Regions from separate parts of the Mus musculus genome. Here region 1 is linked to region 2. Evidence: chromatin contacts called from public promoter capture Hi-C data. All regions are on one chromosome and are shown on one strand. The core of a region is the stretch at or near the end of the contact, and the rest is flanking DNA. Distances in the headings are between cores, read along the strand shown. Region 1 overlaps Arid1a (AT rich interactive domain 1A (SWI-like)). Region 2 overlaps Zdhhc18 (zinc finger, DHHC domain containing 18).

Region 1 (2,700 bases), core at 84-2,583, 120 kb before region 2:
CCCAGCTTGTTCAGTATCATTATGAGGTAGTGTGGATTTGGAAGGACTGGAAGGATCTCAGTTCTGGTGGCTGCCTTTATCTGATAAATTGGAAGTGTGCTCTTATTCTCCTTTTAAACGTAGGGAAATTTGAAAGAATTTAATACAACAAAACGTACTTTGGGGGATGGTGGTTGCAAATTAGCAGCCACATAGGCAGATGACCAGAATTTGAATGAAGTGTTTTTATCTTCTGTAAAGAAGTAAATTGGCACGTGGTCTCCAGATTATATATAACGCGGCTCCCAGGACGTGTGGGTTTGACTCTGGATAAAATGTTAGCGTACTTCCATTTCTCCATGGATGAGATGGCTTTGATGAGGCTCAATAGGAGGGTAGGGTAGGGGGGGTAGGTTATTGTCCTGGCATGTAGTCATGTTTCCCCTGTTTAAAAGTACAACACAGGGCTGGTATGGTATAACTGCCTGTAGTCTCAGCACTACTGATGATCATTTGAGCCAAAGAGTTAGAAACCAGCCTGGACAAGATAGCAAAACACTATCAAATGAACAAAACAACACCCCATCCTATAGTCCCTTATTCAGGGTCTCAGGACAGAGCTGATGTCAGCTGATTTCATAGTACTTCCTCTTGGATTGGTTCAGATCATACCAGTCCTCAGCCCCATGGTGAATGGGAGGAAGTGGAGGTAGGCAGAGATGGCCTGTAGCTATAGAGAAAAGGGACAGTGGAATGATTTATGCTGCTCAATTTATGTACTAGGGAGCAAGGCTGCTCTTGCAGAAGTCCCTTTAGTCCTAAGATCTAAGTGATTTCTGTGGAGCTGGCAGGGAAAGTAAAAAGCCTGTTGGTTGGGAGAGGCCTTAACTTTTGTACTTATCTCTGCCTGGAGTGCCCTTAACAGAGGAGGGTCCCCTCCGGGAACTGATCAACAGCTGCTGCCAGTCCCTAGAATCACAGGAAGTGGAGGCCTGGTGCCTTTGTATAGAAGCTCTGCAGCCAGACAATAGTTTGTGCTGGCGGGGCCATGTGGCGAGTCACGTGACCCGAGGCTGTATTCTGCTGGGGTCCTTACCCATCTGTTCTCTCGGCTCTTTCTGGGTTATCAGGCGCCAGTCCAAGTCTTCCCAGGCAGCCAGCTTCATGGCCAGAGATTACGAGCACTAACCTTCCTGGCAGGGTCGGTGTGGCTTCGAGTTTATGCAGATTAGCCATGTGTTTCTCACTTCAAGGCGGTCCACAGGAAAAGCCTTTTCCTGTGTTTGGCTCTCAGTGGGCGGTTCCCAGCTTACTGTACTGGGACTCAAGCTGCAGGCACGCACGAGAGGGATCACAGTACACTGCCCCCCCCTCCACCTCCAATGCTACGTCACCACAACACAACCACTCACGCTCTCATACTGTTGGTGTCATTCATTCCGTGCCAAGATTGCTTTAAAAAATTCCCTTGGCCCCAGTTCAAACAGGAGTACAGCTGGGATGTGTTAGATTTTAGGCAGTCTGCCCTCAATTTGAGATGAGTTATAAATAGCAGTGCCGACTTCCTTAACTACCGCTCTCTGAGGTAAAATGCAGGTTAATTACTGTGGGAATCAATTAGGGGCTTCTTTCGGTTAAAGAGCCAGGGATGCATTTTTATTGTTATTATTAAAACTCATAAACAAATCTGGCCAGGAATAAATTGAAAGCACGAGAAGTACAAAATAATATTTGGAGGCCCAAAATCCAAGGGTATGGCTCTAGGTTTATCCTGGCACCGACTAGTTGGCATCTAGAGCGGAAAACACAAGTGTGTGCTGGTCAGGACTTCTCCTTTCCAAAGATGGAGGCTCTTGGCAGTCCCTGGCCCAACCTTTCATTTTGTTCTTTCGAGTCTTTGGCACAGCTAGGCATAAAAGTTGGCCCTTACCTCCGCTTCTGGTCACCTCTTCTCTGTATCTTTGGCTTCTGACTGTCCATTCTCTCGCAGACTTATTTCAGGATCAGAGATTGTTTTTCCTGGTGCCACTACCACATGGTGTGGGGAGTAATATCTCTTGGTACTCAGAAGTTTTAGTGCGTGCCTGGTTTTGTCTCCTCTTTCAGTGGCTTATGGTCAGATAGAGAATTTGCAACTATGTTTAATATTTTGAGTGTCCCAAAAGTGGTTACTTTTGACTATCTGACACCTAGCCTTGATGAACCTTAAAGCTCAACTTGTTACTTTCAGCAGTTCACAAGGCCACTGTGGCCTTTTCCTGTACATTAAGAACTTGTGAGTGATTCCAGAGCCAGGTGGTCCGGAGGTGCCATTTGCTGGAAGCAGGGAACTCTGCAAGTTGTTAGTGTGCAAGCTGTTTGCACTGAATATACTCGGAAGGATAGGCCTGCACCGGCACCTTTGATGCCCCGAACCGCATTCATTTCATTTGTCAGGCACTTTATAGCTTGGCCAGTGATCTGCAAGGAGCTAAGTGGTGGACTACCCCCCCACCCTTATTTTTATTTTTTTATGAATGCAGGAGAGTATATAGCAGGGGGCCTGGCTTGCCTGATGAAGGGCCAGCATTTTCCTCTCAATTACGTGTCTGTGAGGCAGAGCCTTTGCCTTTGAAGCGTAATCACAGTAATCTGCTCCCGCGGTTTCCTGTTGAAAGGGTTTCCTCTCCATCTTTCCCAGAGTGGCATCTCTGGCTCTTTTGCAGCTACGATTTGGTGTTT
Region 2 (2,700 bases), core at 60-2,559:
TGGGGTGCCCTCATTTTCCCTCTTCACACCCTCAGATAACACAGGCAGCTCCACATACCGACCGCCCCCTCGGACTCGGGAGGTGATGATCAACGGGCAGACAGTGAAACTCAAGTATTGCTTCACCTGTAAGATGTTTCGGCCTCCCCGGACCTCGCACTGCAGTGTCTGCGACAACTGTGTGGGTGAGTGGGGGTGGGCCTCAAAAAGCCCGGAGAGACTGAGTCTTGGATGCAGGAAGTCACATGTGGGGCAAGGCAGACAGCATCTGACTTACTTAGGACTGAGTGGGAAGGCAGTGGCATCTCTTGGCCCAGCGCTGGTCTATATCCCATCCCACCGATCCCGAACATTGTGACAGACCTTGAACTTGTGTGTCCCGTCCCGTCCCGTCCCCCACCCGTCTTCAGTGTGCTCCTCAGTAGGTCCATGATCCCAGAAGCCTGGAGCTGTAACATGGAGGACAGGGTGCTCTAACTGAGAAAGAAGGCAGGGAGGGTGGGAGTCTGGAGGAGGGAGGCGGAGAGCATGGACCAGAGCTGAAGACTGGCTCCTGACCAAGCTTGGTTTGTTCCCCTCACCCTGCTCCCCAGACGCCATACAGCTCGATGAAGACCATGACAGTCCCTTGGGAGGGTGTCACAAGGGAGAGTCTGTATGACACCCAAGCGAGCTGAGCCATGGTGACAGTGCACAGTTCCCAGGGCAGTGACTTCATGGTGCCAGCTCAGCACCCTCTGAAGAGGAGAGCGGCACAGCAGGCGTGAAGTGGGTGACTCAATGCCTCTTATTCATCCCTGCCAGTCTGCCCCACCCACTGCCTCAGAGGCACCAGCCTTTGGCATAAGGCCTGCAACGGGCTCATGACCCAGATTCCCACAGGGACTTTCCTTACCAGGGTGTGACTCCCACCCTCAGGGACTTAGCAATGGTATGAGCTCAGTCCTCTGCCCTGGCCTCTGGTGCCAGCTCTGCAGGAGCTACGTAGCGGCCCAGCCCTCTCTAGACCTTAAGGCCAGAGCCGTTGGCATGGAGCTAGTAAGAGGCCATAGTCTGTGAGTCTTTGAAGCAGACACTGTCAGACTCTGGCAGGGGTCTGAGGCCAGCACATGTCTTGTTCAAGGGCAGTGCTGTCTAAAAGAAGAGCAAGAGAACAGACCAGGAGACCTCTGCCTAGATTGAGACCATAGGAGACTTTTTAAGGGAGTGGCTTTGTAGTTGACATCTGAAGGAGTTACTATGGAGCTAAAAGAATAGACAGGGAATGTGTCAGGCAGTGGGTGGGAACTGATGAGCAAGGGCTGGAAGCAGGGTGTGTCCAAGGGAGCAGCTGGTGGGGAGGGGGCAAGTGCCAGCCTGGGGCAAAGGCTAGTCACCCAGCAGTGCTGACTGGGGAACCCCCACTAACTCCTCCTTCCCTTCCTAGAACGGTTTGACCATCACTGCCCTTGGGTGGGCAACTGTGTGGGGAGACGGAACTACCGCTTCTTTTATGCGTTTATTCTCTCCCTCTCCTTCTTGACGGCCTTCATCTTCGCCTGCGTGGTCACCCACCTGACCCTTCGTGAGTTGGGGAACAGCGGGTGGAGGAAGGCTAACCAGTGAGCTCGGCCCTAGCGTAGGGCCGTGCTCACCCCCACCCCCACCCCCTGAGCTGTGTCCCTTTCTTCTTCCTAGTTTCTCAAGGAAGCAACTTCCTCTCCGCTCTGAAAAAGACACCAGCAAGATATCCTTTGCGGGCTGGTCACCCTGGGTGGGGAATTGAGGCCTCTTCATGGGACAGGTCTCCAGAGTGGGTAGGGCTCTATCTATTCTCTAGAATGCACTCTACCCGCTAGTTTGTCAAGACCCAGGCTGGAGCTGACCCTAAAGGGATCGTCACGGAGAGGGGCAGAGCAAGCAGGCTCAGGAAAATGCCTGTCTACAGAGGCTTGGCAGAGAGTGGATTTTGTAATTAAATTTTTGTTTACCCTGCAGCGGGGAACATGCATGTGCCATGTCACACGAATAGGGATGGGGACAACTTGAAGTTCAAACTCAGCTTGTCAGGCTTGGTGACAGGCTCCTTTATCCATTGAGTCACGTCACCAGCTGCGAGTTCCTTAGGATGCCAGGCTTCCTGCTCCATGCCAGGATCCTGTGGTTGGAATTCCCTCTGCCATCCCTAGCCCAGAGCCCGCCTTGTTCCCCAGGCGCTCCCTCCCCCTTCTGCTGAGAAATGACTGGATCACAGAAAGGTCCCCAAACCTGTCACTTTCCAGGGACATAGCTCCAGGGAAGGGTGAGCTCAGGGGTCAGGGGTTCCACCCTCTCTTGCACGCGTCCTTGACAGGGCCCACTGTGCTGGAGTTGGTCATCTGCTTCTTCTCAATCTGGTCCATCCTGGGCCTCTCAGGGTTCCACACGTACCTCGTGGCCTCCAACCTGACAACTAACGAAGATGTGAGTAAAGTTGGACAGGCCCGGGGAGCCTGGGGTGGCCAAGTGCTGCCCGCTGGGGGGGTCCAAGGTGGAAGCCTAATGTCAGACCCAATGTCACACAGACCTGGGGGTCCTGCTGTGACAGAATTAGGATGCATATTGCCCATGGCATGACCAAGAGATGTGGCCTAGGGTCATAATGCTGGAGGGGTCCAATCCAAGATTAATGGCAGAAATCACGACCAAGCCTTCACATCCACCACTCCACTCCGCACCCTC

Evidence for each region. Capture Hi-C pulls out chosen DNA fragments and counts their contacts.
Region 1: a contact with region 2 is called in a promoter capture Hi-C map of pancreatic islet. The contact joins two enhancer-like sites. A contact is called at or near these places in 1 of 39 promoter capture datasets (the C10 cell line), 2 of 484 Hi-C or Micro-C datasets (CD4 T cells and CD8 central memory T cells), 2 of 115 datasets of contacts at active chromatin or transcription factors (embryonic stem cells and microglia) and 3 of 9 other capture datasets (adipose tissue, liver and pancreatic islet).

What each region holds. Positions count from the first base shown.
Region 1 is chr4:133,728,319-133,731,018 of GRCm38.p6, reverse strand. All of the region lies in intron 1 of Arid1a (AT rich interactive domain 1A (SWI-like)), which reads left to right. Among named protein-coding and RNA genes, the nearest start is that of Mir7227, 13 kb to the right of the region's middle. Within about 2 kb of position 1,333, at least 299 of the 459 cell types and tissues checked have an H3K27ac peak or open chromatin away from gene starts, as enhancers often do. A contact at or near this core is called in pancreatic islet, where this site is marked.
Region 2 is chr4:133,612,665-133,615,364 of GRCm38.p6, reverse strand. Zdhhc18 (zinc finger, DHHC domain containing 18) reads left to right here. Exons shown (of 8, transcript NM_001017968.2): 3 at 36-185; 4 at 1,427-1,564; 5 at 1,678-1,726; 6 at 2,340-2,442. Among named protein-coding and RNA genes, the nearest start is that of Sfn, 12 kb to the right of the region's middle. Within about 2 kb of position 1,309, at least 147 of the 459 cell types and tissues checked have an H3K27ac peak or open chromatin away from gene starts, as enhancers often do. A contact at or near this core is called in pancreatic islet, where this site is marked.